2 separate regions of the Ovis aries genome follow, and region 2 is linked to region 1. The links are chromatin contacts, called in public Hi-C maps. All regions are on one chromosome and are shown on one strand. Each heading gives the region's core, a stretch centred on a gene start, on an enhancer-like site or on the middle of the called end of the contact. The rest is flanking DNA. Distances are from core to core; before and after follow the strand shown. Region 1 overlaps EHBP1 (EH domain binding protein 1). Region 2 has its middle 60 kb from the start of TMEM17.

The links. Hi-C and Micro-C count contacts between places; a contact is called where the count stands out from the background.
Region 2: a contact with region 1 is called in a Hi-C map of liver, with 7 times the contacts expected there. The contact joins two enhancer-like sites. A contact is called at or near these places in 14 of 16 Hi-C or Micro-C datasets (blood, hypothalamus, liver and 7 more).

What each region holds. Positions count from the first base shown.
Region 1 is chr3:45,476,263-45,480,316 of ARS-UI_Ramb_v3.0, reverse strand. The region is part of intron 5 of EHBP1 (EH domain binding protein 1); the gene reads left to right. Among named protein-coding and RNA genes, the nearest start is that of EHBP1, 86 kb to the left of the region's middle. Within about 2 kb of position 2,551, at least 2 of the 54 cell types and tissues checked have an H3K27ac peak or open chromatin away from gene starts, as enhancers often do. A contact at or near this core is called in liver, where this site is marked.
Region 2 is chr3:45,790,790-45,795,353 of ARS-UI_Ramb_v3.0, reverse strand. No RefSeq gene overlaps it. Among named protein-coding and RNA genes, the nearest start is that of TMEM17, 60 kb to the right of the region's middle. Within about 2 kb of position 1,258, at least 14 of the 54 cell types and tissues checked have an H3K27ac peak or open chromatin away from gene starts, as enhancers often do. A contact at or near this core is called in liver, where this site is marked.

The sequences.
Region 1 (4,054 bases), core at 1,302-3,801:
GCTCAAAATCCTTCAAGCTAGGCTTCAACAGCGTGTGAACTGAGAACTTCCAGATATTCAAGCTGGATTTAGAAAAGGCAGAGGAGCCAGAAATCAAATTGCCAATATCCACTGGATCATAGAAAAAGCAAGGAAGCACCAGAAAAACATCTGCTTTGCTTCATTGACTATGCTAAAGCCTTTGACTGTATGGATCATAACAAACTAGAAAATTCTCCAAGAGATGGGAAGACCAGACCACCTTACTTGCCTTCTGAGAAACCTGTATGCAGGTCAAGAAGCAACAGTTAGAACCAGATTCAAAACAATGGACTGGTTCCAGTTTGGGAAGGAAGTACATCAAGGCTGTATATTGTCACCCTGCTTATTTAACTTACATGCAGATTACATCATGCAAAATGCCGGGCTGAAATCAGGATTGCGGGGCTGGAATCAAGCCGAAATCAAGATTGCTGGGAGAAATATCAATAACCTCAGATATGCAGATGACACCACCCTTAAGGCAGAAAGCAGAGAGGAATTAAAAAGCCTCTTGATGAAGGTGAAAGAGGAGAGTGAAAAGGTGGCTTAAAACTGAACATTCAAAAAGTGAAGATCACGGCATCTGGTTCCATCACTTCATGGCAGATAGATGCGGAAACAATGGAAACAGTAACAGACTTAATTTTCTTGGGCTCCAAAATCACTGTAGATGGTGACTGCAGCCATGAAATTAAAAAACGCTTGCTGCTTGGAAGAAAAGCAATGACAAAACTAGACAGCATTTAAAAAGCAAGGACATTACTTTGCCAACAAAGGTCCATCTAGTCAAAGCTATGGATTTCCAGTAGTCATGTATGGATGTGAGAGCTGGATAATAAAAACGACCAAGCACCGAAGAATGGATGCCTTTGAATTGTGGTGCTGGAGAAGACTCTTGAGAGTGCCTTGGACTGCAAGGAGATCAAACCAGTCAATCCTATAGGAAATCAATCCTGAATATTCATTGGAAGGACTGAAGCTGAAGCTGAAACTCCAGTATTTTGGCCACCTGATGCAAAGAGCTGACTCATCTGAAAAGACCCTGATGCTGGGAAAGATTGAAGGTGGGAGGAGAAGGGGATGACAGAGGATGAGATGGTTGGATGGTATCACCGACTTGATGGACATGAGTTTGAGTAAACTCTGGGAGATGGTGAAGGTCAGGGAGGCCTGGAGTGCTGTAGTCCATGGGGTCGCAAAGAGTTGGACACGACTGAGACACTGAACAATAGCAACAAGGAGAACCTACTCTGTAATGCAGGGATCTCTACTCAGTGCTCTGTGGTGACCTAATTGGGAAGGAAATCCAAAAAGAGTGTATATATGTATATGTATAGCTGATTCACTTTGCTGTACAGCAGAAACTATCAACATTGTAAAGCAACTATACTCTAATAAAAATTAATTAAAATAAGTGATTGAAAATACACTAATGATACATTACAACTGTTGATTATATGAGAAGATGGATGATCAACAAAGTTATACTCTTAAGACGAGGCCATGAAAACTGGTGAATGAAACACATTACTGCTGCTGCTGCTGCTGCTAAGTCGCTTCAGTCGTGTCCAACTCTGTGCGACCCCATAGACGGCAGCCCACCAGGCTCCCCTGTCCCTGAGATTCTCCAGGCAAGAACACTGGAGTGGGTTGCCATTTCCTTCTCCAATGCATGAAAAGTGAAAAGTGAAAGGGAAGTTGCTCAGTCGTGTCCAACTCTTCGCGACCCCATGGACTGCAGCCTACCAGGCTCCTCTGTCCATGAGATTTTGCAGGCAAGAGTACTGGAGTGGGGTGCCATTGCCTTCTCCATATTAATATGTATTAAACAAAGTGAAATGTTTGTGTATCAGTATTCATAACTTTTCCCTTTAATTGACCAATTCTCTGTGACATTCAGATCATTTAAGAGATATTCTACTATAAATATATACTAAGTCATTCTCATGGGATCTCTGTATACTCATCTATATGATTAAAAAATTGTTCTTAGAAATTTTCTTTTAAATCTAAATTCATGGTAAGTAGACATTACATTTTTCAGGCAATAGCAGTTCACTTTATTTGACGTCATCTTACAATATATCTCAAGCTTTCAAATAAATGAACCAGAATTCATTCATTCATTCAGTAGCCGTTAATTCACTGAGTATGTATTTTGTGCTGGATAGTGTTCTAGGTGCTGGAAATAGAGTAGTATATAAAGCAAAAAAAAATCTCTTGCTCATGGAGTTTGTGTTAATGTGTGTGTGAGAGAGAGAGAATGAAAACTGTGTAAAATATATACTGTGTTAGTATAAATATGTAATGTATGTTAAATATATGTTAATATATGTAGTATGTTAAATAAGTGCTAAAAAGAAAAAGCAAGGAAGAATAGAGATTCCACTTGTACTTGTTAAGTTAGTTTAAAAGGTATTTTTATAAGAGTTTATTAAATCAATATATTAAGGTTTGAGAAAGTTGAAAAATAACCTTGTGGCGCCATATAAACCTTTTCCTAGATTATAGCTCCCCTCAGTGGTGGATGAGGAAATTGACTCTGCTCTAAGAGAAACAGTTGTGTTCATGTAGCAGGGACCTGTTACAATATTGTGCTCTGCTTTATGTTTTAAATATGTTTCCATTATCACATACAGAAGACCTAGTGAATTTCAAAGGACTAACAGTTTGTCTTTTTCTCTTTTAAAGTTTGGATTTTTTCATGGTAAATTGTTGCAAGACTGAGAAGGCATGCTCCAAAGAGCATTCAGAAATGAAATTTTAATCTTTATTTTCTTTGCACTTTGTGTTATAACCCCACAATCAATAAAATATAAAGTTTTTGCTTAGTATAAAATATCCCAGTAAAACATAAAAGTCGCCAAAATATATTACCTTAACACATTTATTAGATCCTTACTGTATATCAGGTACTGTGTGAAATGCTATATGCACATTATCTCATTTACTCACTGTGGTAACCCTCTGAGTCAGATACTAATAACCTTATTTTACAGATAAAGAAAGTGAGTCTTAGAGAGGTTAAGTAATTTGCTTAAGGTTATATATCTAAGAAGCCAGGATTTTATCCAGTCTTGTCTTTCTCTGTGGCCTTTGTCCTAACTCCTTTGCAATAATGATTTCCCATAGTGGCAAAATGAAAATAAATAATTTGAAGTTGTAGAATCAAGAGAAGTTTTAAATCTACTTTCTTTAGTGATAAACTTGTAAAATATATATGTATTAGATTAGTAAATGTAGTCTTTAATTATTGTACATATTCAGTCTAAAAGTTATTGAGATTAATTACTTGACTGCTGTTAGATATTACAAAGTGAAAGTCCAGAATTGACCAGTCACCAGAATTCTGCATGTTTTTTCTCAAGGCAGCCTTCCTGCCTCTTTGTGTTGAGTTGAGATAATGCTGCCTTCATTTTATTTTTTCTTTTGTTTCTGGGCACAGAGAAGATTTCCCAGTTGTTTGCCAAGCTTTCTCTTTTGGACCAAAAAGCTACTTATACATAAGTCAAAACTTCAGAGGTGATTTTACCACTGCTAGCTTTGTGACCTTGAACAAGGTATTTAATCTTTTATAGCTTCAGTGTACTCAGGTATAAATGATAGTGTTAATATCTACTCTATAGGTTATTGAAGATTAGCAATAATGTATGTAAAGCAGTGAGCTCAGTAAAGAGGAGCTGTTTTCATAATGTTAATTTAGAGGACATAGAAAAATATAAAGGAAAGGAAGATAGGTTTCTAAATTTATTATTGTAGGATTTTATGTTTTCTACTCCTTTAGACCACGTATACTTCTTAGTAGTATCTAGACTTCACCATTATCTCAAAGGAATGACAAGGCAATTTATAAACTTCTCATTTGGATTAAACTTTAAAATATTTTCGTCTTTCTAAAGTTTTCAGATTTTGACTTCCAGCATCTTTCCCTTATAAATTTAATCCAAGGTTAAGAACCAGTTTGTTTTCTGCTACTTAACAAGTGCTGTGTTGTGCTTAGTCACTCAGTCATGTCCGACTCTTTTTGACCCCA
Region 2 (4,564 bases), core at 9-2,508, 320 kb before region 1:
ATCTTCGTTTTCTGAATGTTGAGCTTTAAGTCAACTTTTTCGCTCTCCTCTTTCACTTTCATCAAGAGGCTTTTTAGCTCCTCTTCACTTTCTGCCATAAGGGTGGTGTCATCTGCATATCTGAGGTTATTGATATTTCTCCCAGCAATCTTGATTCCAGCTTGTGTTTCTTCCAGTCCAGCGTTTCTCATGATGTACTCTGCATAGAAGTTAAATAAGCAGGGTGACAATATACAGCCTTGTCGTCCTCCTTTTCCGATTTGGAACCAGTCTGTTGTTCCATGTCCAGTTCTAACTGTTGCTTCCTGAACTGCATACAGATTTCTCAAGAGGCAGGTTAGGTGGTCTGGTATTTCCATCTCTTTCAGAATTTTCCACAGTTTCTTGTGATCCACACAGTCAAAGGCTTTGGCATAGTCAAGAAAGCAGAAAAGCTGCATTTTTTGCTTTCTTTAGCCCATGACTCCATCTTCAAAATGAGCTGAGTAGCATCTTAAATCTCTTTCTCCGCTTCCTTTGTAATGTGGTTTTTTTTAATCTCCTGTACTAAAAGCTCCCTCTCCCCCCCTCTTATGAGGATGCTTGTGATAACATTTAAGACCTACCTGAGGAATCCAGGATAATCTCCCCATCGCAATTCCCTTAACTTAACCACACCTGCTACGTCCCTTCTGCCTTATAAGGGAATATCCACAGGTTCCCGGAATTAGGACCGTGATATGGTTGGGAACCATTACGCAGCCCACCAGTCACTAACCATCCAGCTTGGCCTCACTAGCTCCGAACTTGGAGTTGGCTGGTCCGGAGGAAGACCCTGATGAGGGAAGCGTTTTGGAGGCACAGGTAGGCCCTGGAGGGATTCTAGCGCCGTTTATACTGCAATTCTCTCACTTTGGTGCTGCTGCTAAGTCACTTCAGTCGTGTCCGACTCTGTGCGACCCCATAGACGGCAGCCCACCACTTTCCCCACTTGCTTATCGCCTCCTAAGACATGAGGAGCTGAGGGCATTTGAGAGCTGGGGGAGGCTGCCAACCCTGTTACCGCGTAGTGTGTATGGGGGTGGAGTGGGGAGTGGGCAGGACTGGAACTCAGGGCTTCGGATACTCACGTCCTCCCGGTCCCTGCCTTTCCCCCACCACCCCCTCCAGGCCCTCTTCCCCCTGGCGGGATGACCCACTGTCACAGTCTCGGCAGCAGGCACGCTGCGTTCCCGCGCGCGGCCAGCAGGGGTCAGCATCCTCCGCGCAAAGGGCTGCCTGCGCTCCGTGGGCCTCCTCCCGGCCTTTCTTCCAGCCCCCGTCAGTTTTGTTCGTGTTGCTGCGTCACGGTCTTAGGTGCCCGGCCTTTTGCGTCGTTTTTAGTTCTCACCTGAACGCGCCTTTCCCCGGTCCGCTTGACATCTCACCCTAGACTAGGCAGATAGCCGCCTCTTGGCGTAGCAGCCGGCGAGTGGGCTGATGGAGGGCTGAAGCGAGGGGGCTTGCTCCTCCGCCGGGCCTGGAGGAAGAACGGCCGTGTCCCCAAGGCCAGCGGAAGGAGTGTGTGCCTGGGTGTGGTCGTGCCGGGAGGAGTGAAGGGCGCAAGGGTGGGAGGCTGCAGTTTCTTTGCGCCCTGAAATGTCCAAGGGAGGACTTCCTGGTAGCAGTGAACTACAGACGGTTTTAACTGATGTAGGATGGTTCAACTTACAATTTTTTGACTTTATGATGGTGTGGTAGTGATATGCATTCAGTAGAAACTGGATCTTGAAGTTTGAATTTGGACCTTTCTCCCGGGGCCGGGGATGTGTAGATATGGGGCAGGGTCCTCTGCACAGCCCCATCACGAGGGTGAACAACTCATAACCCGTCTGGATCTGGATACCATTTGTTTTTCACCTTTGATACCATATTCAATAAATTACATGAGATGATTCATACTTTGTTATAAAATAAACTTTGTAGTAGACGATTTTGCCCAACTGTAAGTGTAAAGCAAGACTAAGCTGTAATGTTGGGTAAGTTAGGTATATTAAATTCATTTTCCACTTAGGATATTTTCAATAGGTTTATCAGGACCTAACCCCATCATTAGTGCAGGAAGATCTGTATTAGATTTGTAATGAACTGGTCACTAAGCTCATGAGAGCTTCCCAACCAGACTCTTGACCAAAATTAATCTGCTTAGGAAGTCGCCATGGTTCCAAGTGGGTGAGTGCCCATCTCCAGAAAGTGGGGGTGGGGATGGGCTACCCAGTAGGAATTTTTTTAGCCCTGGAGCAGAGTAGTGGGCAGCAACAAGCTTTTGTTATGGGCTGTGAGCCAAGCCTGTGATTAAGGCCTTCATCCAACTGGCTGCTCTCCCTCTTGTTTGTGGCCTGATCTGAAGTTTTGCCCTGCCTGCTCACGCCCTCCAGCAGCCTCTGGTCCCACCACTGCTTTGCCACAGAACCCAGATATGGCTGTTCTGCTGCAAAGGAGCTAAGACCTTAATTTCTTGGACCAGCATCTCCTGCATGGCTTATTCCTCTCACCTTCAAGAGGACAGAGTGATGACCCAGGTGGTGAACACATGGATTTTAATACTAAAGAACAGAAGATGTTTTGAGTAGAAAATCCAAGATAGTTGGGCTTTCTGGAGAGGCTCTTGCAAAGAGCTGGTCAGCTAGCTAGTGTCTGCAGCAAATCCAGGCCAGGACAGTGCTTAAGGGTTCCTGGATACTTGTGAGCATGACAGAACACCTTCAGAACACCCAGAAACACCTTCAGACACTGTCAATATGGAATCCTGTAGACAGTTCAAGGAAAAACTAAATTCTGGTTTAGAAGTAAATTCACTTCAGTCTTTAAAGAGGATTGACAATCTATTATGAATAAAGCTGCTATGAAGGTTCATGCACAACTTCACTTCACTTGGATGACTGTTTAGAAGTACAATTTGGGGGTCATATAGTTTCCATGCTTGTAGAATTTCTGATCAAAAGTTGTGAGATAGTTGAATTGCTGCCCTCAGTCAGAGGTGACAGGGAGAATGCCACAGGTGTTACTGGGAATAGATTGTTTTCATGAATAATGAGCAGCATATCTGTGTGCAGGTGTGTTGGGAGGGGGTTGCCTTCCATGCTGTCTCAGGGAGGCCAGGGCACGCCTGTTCTTAGGGCATCTGCTGTGGCTGCAGAGAGGCAGGGCCTTGGCCTGACCCCTCAGTGGCCCACTGAAATCTACATCCACTTGGGCTTAGGGACTGTTTCTTTGGAACTTCTTTATGGTCAGCTTGATTCAAGGTAAAATCACTTAATTAAGAAGACTTCTACTGAAGGCCAGCCTTGGGTCCCAGACACACAGCATTCATGCAAGGCCATGTTTCTGCTTTCTAGCCAAGTTTCTTGACCAAGTCCCTACATGGAGCACCCACTTTCTCATCCGGTTCATTTTCCTGCCTGTCACAGCAAGAGACTTCTGTAGAGAATCAAAACAGGGAGAAGACTTTTAATTTCCATAAACAGTGCCAAAACTGCCTTATGCAGTAACTTAACTTACAAAACAAACTGTCCTGCTTAATTGACTTTTCATGTGTTCCTAACCAGAAGGGGGAAAAAGGACATTCACAATCAGCCCAAATATCATTGAACATTATAAAAAGTATCATCTTGCTGTAAACATTGAGTGCTACCTTTTTTCAGGCCCTGATGAAGTGGTTTTCCTTCAGTAAGTAAGGCAATAAGGACAGGTCTTAAAACCAAAAAAAAACAAAGAAAAACTAAAAGTAAGAGGGAATGGAGTTCATGGCCTGTTCAGTTATAGGAGTAACTGCTAAGTGCCTCTGTTTTCTACACCAGAGTGCAGACTGTTAAACGTTGTTTAGCCAGGCCAAGGTATGATTGGATCCGGTCTCAGGAAAAGCATCTCCTAGCCCTCCGGTGATATTATTTAATCCTTATAAACAAACATGATTGTTGCCCACACCTTCCAGGAGACAAAATTGAGGCTCCATGAAGTAGACTAGCTGTCCTCCTTCCCTTTTCTGCAATTTCCTGCCTCAGGTGAGCTGATCATGGAGCCAGTGGGCCGAACGCCCTGCGGTGTGACTCAGTGAGCTTTATGGCTTCTCCCTGCCAGTGTTGCCACATGCTTGTCATAAATGTCTTGGGGCTATTGGCTACTCTTAGCCACAAACCCTAACTCTGTTTTACTAAATAAAAGATTTCACCTTTACATGCCCTCTCCCGGAAGTTGGTTATTAGGCCTGGGATTCCCACCTGAGTTTTAGAGTATCTGCATCTTCTTTCATTTTCATCCACTTTCCACAGAAGTAGCTGCTCAGAATCCATCAGACAGACCCCCAAACAAATAATGTCCTGAAGGTTGTATTTTTTTTTCCCCCCAGTTATTTCCTTGAATAGTGGTTTTCTGAAAGTTCTTTCCATATGGGCTGCAGATACCTCCTCCTCAGCCTTTCTGGCTCCTGGGGAACCTGCTGTCATCCCAAACCTCCCTCACCACCCGGGGCCACCTGAGACCCAGACAGGCAGTAGGTTTTTACTTCCGCCAGCTCTTCTGGACCAAGGATCCCAATGGTCTCTGT